2 separate regions of the Anas platyrhynchos genome follow, and region 1 is linked to region 2. A link is a contact called in public Hi-C data. All regions are on one chromosome and are shown on one strand. The core of a region is the stretch at or near the end of the contact, and the rest is flanking DNA. Distances in the headings are between cores, read along the strand shown.

Evidence for each region. Hi-C and Micro-C count contacts between places; a contact is called where the count stands out from the background.
Region 1: a contact with region 2 is called in a Hi-C map of subcutaneous adipose tissue, with 2.4 times the contacts expected there. The contact joins the promoter of OSBPL8 here to the enhancer-like site in region 2. A contact is called at or near these places in 5 of 8 Hi-C or Micro-C datasets (F1 follicle, liver, skeletal muscle and 2 more).

The regions. Positions count from the first base shown.
Region 1 is chr1:40,282,628-40,286,597 of IASCAAS_PekinDuck_T2T, reverse strand. It overlaps OSBPL8 (oxysterol binding protein like 8), which reads left to right and starts at 1,362. Exons shown (of 24, transcript XM_027454754.3): 1 at 1,362-1,519.
Region 2 is chr1:40,226,520-40,230,889 of IASCAAS_PekinDuck_T2T, reverse strand. OSBPL8 (oxysterol binding protein like 8) reads left to right here. Exons shown (of 24, transcript XM_027454754.3): 5 at 3,804-3,874. Among named protein-coding and RNA genes, the nearest start is that of BBS10, 31 kb to the right of the region's middle. Within about 2 kb of position 2,854, at least 2 of the 8 cell types and tissues checked have an H3K27ac peak or open chromatin away from gene starts, as enhancers often do. A contact at or near this core is called in subcutaneous adipose tissue, where this site is marked.

The DNA of each region.
Region 1 (3,970 bases), core at 113-2,612, 57 kb before region 2:
ACGAATTGCATGCACGGCCAGAACTGCTGCCCAAAGCCATGCTCAGCCCGTTAGCCAGACCACAACTAAACTCATGAATTAAAGCTCTACAGGGAGAAAACCTGCATGGGTAACTCTTAAACGAGTGAATTATCTCCTTCCACAGCCTTCCTTTGGGGAGAAGTAGCATTTAGTTATACAAAGCTTTGTACAAAGAAACTTCAAATAATTTATAATAATGAAAATAATTGTTCTCTGTATTCTTCAACAGTTTGTACCTAATTGCTGTGGAAGGAAAAAAAAAAAAAAAAAAGCAATCTGCTGCAGCCAGGAATACATACAAGACATTTCTACAGAAGTATTTGAAAGGGAAAAAAAGGCACTGATGAAAGATACTCAGCCTTTTAATTAACTCGGATTATTCAAGGAACAGAATGAAAAGATTGTGAGTGGAACATTAGCCCAAGATAATGGACTCCTAGTGACACTGCTACATAATGAGGTACAGCAGATAATACTCTGAAAAATAGATTGAGCTGGAAGTCTTATTTTTGGGGTCAGAAACATTAATCCTTTGACAACTTTCTGCATCGTTAGTTAGCTGGGCAGTGCCAAAGGTGCCAAACGCTTCTGAATGCCCTGACGGTACTTTCTCTTGATGTAAGTGGAAAGAAGATGCTCAGCATTTCCAAAAGTTACTCAGCAGTTTGCAGCTGCTTCCAGTTGTATCAGCTGGCAGGTGATGAAAACTGAGGTACATTTTCATTTTATTTTAAAGATGGGAATGTGATATGTGAGCTGCTCACTGCGGTTTTATATTGCCAGTGGCACGTTTAAAACTGCTATGAGGGGACCTGTAATGAGATGGGGAGCTGGGGGTCAGCCTCTTGTCGCAGATAACCAGTGGTAGGACGAGAGGGAATGGCCTCAAGTTGTGCCAGGGGAGGTTCAGAGTGGGAATGAGGAGACATTTCTGCTCAGGAAGACTAATTAGGCACTGGGATGGGCTGCCCAGGGAGGCGGTGGAGTCACCGTCCCTGGGGGTGCTCAAGGCAAGGTTGGATGTGGTGCTTGGGGACATGCTTTAGGGGGTGACATTGGTGGTAGGGGACGGTTGGACCAGATGATTTTGGAGATCTTTGCCAACCTTAATGGTTCTGTGCGATTTTTTTAAAAAACAAACGCGGATCCAGCCCCCCACGGCCCCCTCAGCCGCGGGGCGGGCCCTCCGCCGGCAGCCCCGTGACGGGGCGGGGCGGGCCTGCGCTCGCCCCCGCCCGCTGGCGGCGGCGGATGAGGGGATCAAGCGGCGACCGGGGAGCGGGGTGCGCGCCTACGCGTGCGCGCGCGCGGCCGGGGAGCGGCGGGGCGGGGCCGCGCCGGGGCCGGGGCCGAGCACGAGGACGAGCACGGGGGTGGGAGGGGAAGGGGCGCGGGCACGGGCACGGCGCCGCTCTGCTCGCAGCGGGCCGGGCTGAGCCGAGCCGAGCCGAGCCGAGCCGAGCCGAGCCGAGCCGCTTCGCCGGAGGGTGCAGGCGAGGTGAGCGGTGAGCGGGGTGCGGGGGGCGAGGCTTGGGCAGCGGGGCGGTAACTCGCGTTCGGTACCGACCCGATTGGGGAAATTTTTGGGGAAAAAAATAAATAAATAAAATGAAACGAGCGGGTCTGCCCCGCCGCAGCGTGCAGGAGCCTTGTCGGACAGACCCCTTTTTCCCTCCCCCAGACATAAGTAAGGGGCAGAGCGCCTCTGAAGCCCGCTTTCCCCTGAAATCGCCCCAACGCGGCGCCTTCAGAAAATGGCCATCGGCTGCCAGCCCCGGGGCGCCCCAGATGCGCTGCTGGGGTTCCCCGCGGTGCTCGGGCTCCGTAACTTGTAGAGGCGAGGAGCAGTTTGTGCTGCTGCAGGAGCAAAATGCGGGGCTGGGGCAGGGAATGGGGTCAGGACCGGCAGTGGTCCCGCTGCGTGGTCCCGGTGTCACTCCTGAGGAAACCGAAAGGCTGGGGTTAGTGGGAGATGTGCCCACAGGCTGTGAATGTCATGTCCAAGTGACCGAGAAGCCTGCTAGGGGGCTCGGTGCTTTCTGGTGCTGGTCCCTTGGCCTTTTGTTAGGGAGCAGAAGATGAATTTGTTGCAGAAGGGGCACGGCATCGCGGAGATGAAGCTCCCGGGTGGGCCAGGCAGCGTTTTTTTACGAGCCTACATCAAGCTCTGAGGTAATCAGGTCTGTGATTAAAAGCAGAACGGCAACGTGTGGTGTTCAGCGAATGAGAGAATTGTGAAGGAAACGTGAAAGGACCTTCAGTGAAGACACGGTGAGGAAACCGGGTAGCCTGACTGCCTCAGAGCGCGGGGTTTCTTCAGTTGCGCTCAGTGTAACAGAAGCCCTGCAAGCATCAAAGTTTGATGGCATTCCCCAAACTGTAATGCGGAAATCTTGGTCAGGTAACTTATAGCTTTTAATATGCTACGCCGTTAATGCAGATCCCGCTTGCGTGGCAGATGTGCTGCTGAAGAGACGGGGAACAGCTGAGAGGTTTTTGTGGCAGGTACTTGCGCAGTCCCTGTCATGACAGGAAACGCAATACCGTGGTTCTTCACCTAGGCTGTTTCGGCACGCTGCTGAGGAAGTAAGAAGTACAGCTGCTAGATGTCGAGCAGCTCTGCACTAAGTGAACGGTACCGTCGTTTTTCCCCTCCTTTCCCATTCCGTGTTTGTGCTGATGTCAAGTTAATAAAGCTTTTCTACTTTGCTAAACAGCCCGTTCAGTTAGCTTTTGTTATAACCTGTAGTTGACAGCTGTATGGTTCAGCAGTGCCTCTGTTTGAGATGCAGGAGGTGATGGGCACAGTCTTGGTGAGGGGGGGAAGTTCTTCCACAGGCTTCAGTTTCTTTTAGAGGGCTGCTTCTGGATTTTGCTCGAGCGATTTCTTTTTCTGTTGTCTTGTGTTGTGGTTGAAGTTGATAACCTTTCTGTTTAACTTCAGCCTGCCCGGGGTTTGCCTCCTTCCCTCTGCTGCTGACAGCTCTCCACTAATACACAATGAGGAGTGGAGCTCAGCTTACAGCTGGAGCAATGCAGCAGGCCCTGTGTCACGCTTGGAACTTCCCTGGAAAATGTTTGAGCAGATGTTAAGACTAGCATAGCTTTTGCAAGTTCTTTAGGTGTCAGAAGGTCTAAATTGTAACCAGAAATGGAAAAAAAAGTAAGTTGTTTCCTTTGAAAAAATAACATTTACAATATTGAGAATTAGTAGAGACAATATGTTGTTACTTTGTGCGCTTACTTTGACCCCAAGCTTGTACAATCTGCAAAATTTTGGACGTGTTTTTTATTAAATTAACTTTTGCTCAAGGACATGGTTTCTCTGCCTCAAACTCCATCAGTTGAAGCAGAATAGCAGCAGCTCCTCGTGGCTTTATCTTAAAGAAACACTTGGCCAGCTCATGGTAACAGCAAGTCGCGCGCTTTCCAACTGGTTTGTTTCAGCCAATTCAGTTTTATAATTTCGTACTGTTGACTTGACGGAGCTTAGTATTTTGAGGATTGCCATTGCACGCGTGCTTTCCTTTTAGAGGTCAGGTGTTGAACCCTGTGAACTGAGCAGTGTTTAGGAAACAATTGTTGTAATAGGGTGCTGATTAGCAGAAGGGTTGGATGTTAGTCAGAAGGGTTCTGTTCGGCGTGGCTGGTTCTGGATTGCACACAGTCAAAGTCCCATGCAGTGTTTTGCTGTGTTTGTTGTAAAACAATGTTTTATTCCATCTGTACTCTACAACAAGAAAATCTGTTGCAGATGTAATGTATATGGTAGCATAAAAAGCCTCTTGAGAGCAGCTAAAAGTGTTTGACAGATGGTAAGAGGCATTTGGGAAGCGAGATTTTCGTTTTGAAGAAGTAGCTTTTACTTATGGTCCAAGATGAATAAATAATCCTCATTTTCCTCACACCCTTGGTTGTAGATGGGAGTTTTAGCTGCGTTAGCTTTTTC
Region 2 (4,370 bases), core at 1,605-4,104:
CAAGCATCCTTTTTTTTTTTTGTTTCAAAAACATCATCTTGCACATACGAAGTTCTGGTTGTTCAAGTTGCACGCAGTTGTCCGACTCTCCTATCTTTCTGGAAGTTCATTGTCAGTTTTCATCTAAATTTAAGCCTACAAGTTTTAGAATGACCCAATGGGAACACAGTCATTGAAAGTTTTCATTGGACTCTTAAGATCATATCATGAACTATAGCTGACTTCACTGGGTTTTGGTTCTGTTAAAACACAGTGTTGCTCTGAACAGAAACTCTTATCCAGAATTGCTTTAGAGGCTACAGTAGTGCAACTTGTGCTTAAAAATAAATAAATCTGCAAGTGCCTTAAATAATATTAGGGGCTTAATCTGCAGCTCTGAAGGCTAATTCAGACTGCATTTGCTTGCTATTACATCTGAAGATTGCTCTCATGAGTTTAAATTAAAAAATGATAGAGAAATCCAAGAGATTTAATAGTGAGGAGTGACAGAAAAGGAATTCATCACTTGAAGTTCTGCATTGTGAAAGGTGGGTTAAGGTTACCCTATTAAAGAGTTACCTATTGAATTATAGGACTGGAAGTAGCAAGAACACTAAAATATTAAGCCTCAAACCACTGATGATAAACATTGAAAAACTTGAAACACTTTATTTTTATTAGAGACTACCTCCTGCCCTAGCAGCCTGTGCTCCAGGCAGTGACTTCAGTGACTTTTTTGTGTTTATTAATATCAAGTATAACTTTTAGTACCTCTGGGGCTAACAAAACTACAAGAAGAGCAATAACACAAAGCATCATTTTGAGGCACAGTGTTCTTGGCTATGCTATTATCCTTGTCAGATATCTGTAGAGAAACTTCTGGTTCATAACTGGTAGCAGGAAGGGAGAAAACAGCATTTACAATATACACAGAATCAATAATAATTGTTTGGATGTTGTTGTTTCCTTGACCAAGTATTTCTCCAGCAGAGTGTGTTGTCCTCAGTTGGGGCCTGTATATAGCCTTTTGTGATGTTTCAGTACAGATTTCCCTGCAAGTATCATCTCAAGTTATTCTCATAAGAAACAAAACTATTTACTGCATGGACATGCCCCTGTCTTTATGGAAATGCACTGGCAAAAGTGTGTGTTACGCTGAGGAAGGTTGTGACTGGAGTAGCACCTGAATAATGATATTTTTTTTTAACATACATTTTGTCACATGGAGAGAAAGGCCTTCTGCTGTATTCTGGGTTAGCTTATTCCTTCCACTGAGAGGGGAGCTAGAAAAAGGATAGCTCAGGACATGGAGCTGACTGCTTGGGTTTTTGTTAATAACCGAGACAAGATAGAGCGAAGTGATCCAGACTCTGCAGCACCGTGACTTCAGTAGTTGGGATTCACCAGCAAGTCCCTCAGACATCATTTTGCTGTTTGTGTGGCTAAGGGAGGGATCAGTAAGTGTGGTGGCACATTTGTAAAGCAGCAAGTGCGTGTACCTCTTGGCCTTGAGGCACTGGGAGTGAGAAGGTGAGGTTCAGGAACACAGCTTTGGTCTTCACCTCTGACACTGCTCTGTTCTATTTCTGCTTGGTGATACTGATGAAAAGCTTGTTTATAAAAATCAAAATGTGTGTATGTTAGATAAGGGTGTATAAAGTCCTTAAAGCTGTTGTGCTTATAAAGAAAGCTGTGAATTACAGCTTCTCTTCTGTTAGCACAACCCTGACATAGCACTTCCTCGGCAATTCCCATCACTAGGTATTTTGTGCCTGTGTTTAAAGAGATAAATGAAACCTGGAAGGTCATTAGGAAGTCCCTACGTTACATTTTCAGTGGAACTTGGTTCCTAATTAGAGATTTGTTTTGGGTGTGGGGTGAGGATAAGACATCATTACTGTGATTCTAGTGCATGTTTGACTGCCTGAGACTGGCATCACATCCAGTAACTTCTCACTGAACGTAGGCCTGTCCTTTAAGGCTTGAGGTGGCCTTTGTTTTGTTCCAGCACCTAATTACTGTTCCTGTTGAAAATGTGCTTTAGTATTTGGTTTTAGGTATCCAACATGGCTTCTGTGCTATGGATCTTGACACGTCTATTATTTTTGTATTATTATTTTTTGCCAAATTCCCCAGTGCTACAGATCTTCTGCCTGTCTAGGTACTTCTTCCCTGTGGCCAAATAGCCTTCTGCATTATACGTTTTTGTTAGCTGAACAAAGCCCTCACAGATGCATTAAAAGCATGTCAAAAGGAAGGGTTTAATGAACTGGGTATAAGGGCTTCTGTAAAGACATGTAAAGTTTTGTGTAGACAGACGTAAAATGTAATTGTATTGCAGTATGTATATATATAGTTAAGTCTGTTCTTCATCAGAATCTCTGCAAAAGGTAATAAATTAAAGAAGAAAATAACAAGAAAAAAAAATGGTTACTGAATGAAAACTAAGAGGAATCTTGTATTTCTCACATAACCTGAAGAGCAACCTGATTTCCCAATAACTTGCTGAAACTTCCCAAGATGTGTATTTGTGATAGAGGTATTAGTGCTGTCTTAGCATTTCTGGGTGGTGTAAGTGGTGGAAGGGTGAAGATATTAATTTAAAAAATAATAATAATTTAAAAATCCCTCATTAAACAAACTACTCAACACTGCTACAGAAACTTTCAGTTCTTGTGGGCCGCACGGAGCCTACACACACATGCATACTCATGCATGCACTCCCCTGAAGCACATGAAGTGAACTCTCTGGTGAATCCCATCCTGTCAGAGGAGTTAGGGCCAATTTCTCCGACCAAGTTGTGGCCTGGGTGGACAGGGGGAGCTGGGATGGGGCCTGGGCCTCCTCCTGCCCGCAGTTTGTGCGGGTGTGGTGCCCTCTGGTGGGCCCGGCCTCCGGGCTTTCAGCTGCCTGGGCTGCTCCTTGCCTTCAGCTCTGCCGTGTGGCAGGGGGGCATGCAAGTGGTGGCATTTCGACTCAAATAAATGCATCGAGGGATTTGTTTTATTCCAGTCTGGAAGACCTTATGCTAGAACCAACCTTCTCAAAGAAAATGGGTCACTAATGTGTTCCGTCTGGTAACTGCACAAGATTATTTTTCTGAACGTGGAAGGAGAGCCCCGTGTGCTGTCCCATGGGACGTGGCAGCTGCACAGCAGCGTTTCTGCAGGTCGTGGGCCCCCTTCTGCTGCCACACATGTCCCGGCCACCATCAGTGACTCACTGTGCTCTGTGGGTGCTGAGAAACTGGTGGGGCTGCGTTGTGAGTCATTCACGTTAGTGTGGGGTTTTGAACTTTAAATATAAGGTATGTTGAGGCAAAAGTATAAATTCGAGGCTAATACGAGCAACCTGTTTCATGTACTTGTAAGAAACACACTTGTAAGAAATCGACTGGCAATCTTAATCCATGTTGTAGATTTGCTTTCACATGTGTGGATTTTAATGATTATTTGTAGCTAAAGAAATGAACAAACCCAAACTGACTTTATTTGGTGTTGTGTGTGCGGGTAAGGGAGATGGGGAGCTGAAAGGACAAATTTTGTTGATCGTATTTTCAGCTGGTCAGGTCATTGGGTTGGGTGCAGCACCGTCCAAATGCAGTGGACTGTTCTCACCTCTCGGAGGGTTTTAATTCAGCCTATACAGCAATAACTGATACGTTTTCAATTGATGTGATGATCTAGTATGTATATGATGTTTGAAAATCTGATTTGGTTGTGCTTTGTATGTTAAATACAGTTTGCAAATTTATTTCAAAGGCTAGCTCTTGTAAAATGTAAAGCACTCAAATCATTTGCAATGATGCTGTCTTTTCTTTAAGGTTTTGACAAAGGGAAGGATGATGTGTCACAAAATAAAGAGGATACAGCACATTCTATGTCAAAAAGCAAGGTAAGGAAAGCAGCCTTGGTTAGGGTTTAAAATGTCAGCATACAAAGGAGTTGAGTGTCTATTTTAATAAATGCAAATGTATTCAACTTTCATTGCAAGTAATCTTGGAGATTACTCTTCAGATGTGGTTGTAGATAAAGACCAAAATGAACTTTAATGTAGTTCTCAAGATGACATCACATGAAGGTATACAGTTCAAATTAGTGAAAATGAAACGTGGAGTCCTCTCACTTTGATCGTGGTGCAGATGTTGCCTCACCAAATGTAATGTACAGCTGAACCATCAGCAGTATATTAAAGCAGATGTAATTGGTAGTGCATGTTTATGCTTTTTGATTGTCTTTATTAATAGAAATGGAAAAAGCAGGAGCCTTGCAAATTCATAATCATAATGTTGTAGTCCCAAGATGAGAAAGATGTGCTGAGATGCAGTGAAAACCAAGAACGGATGAAATGGAGTTGGGAGACATGTGGCAGTAACCAAAAAAGACTCCTG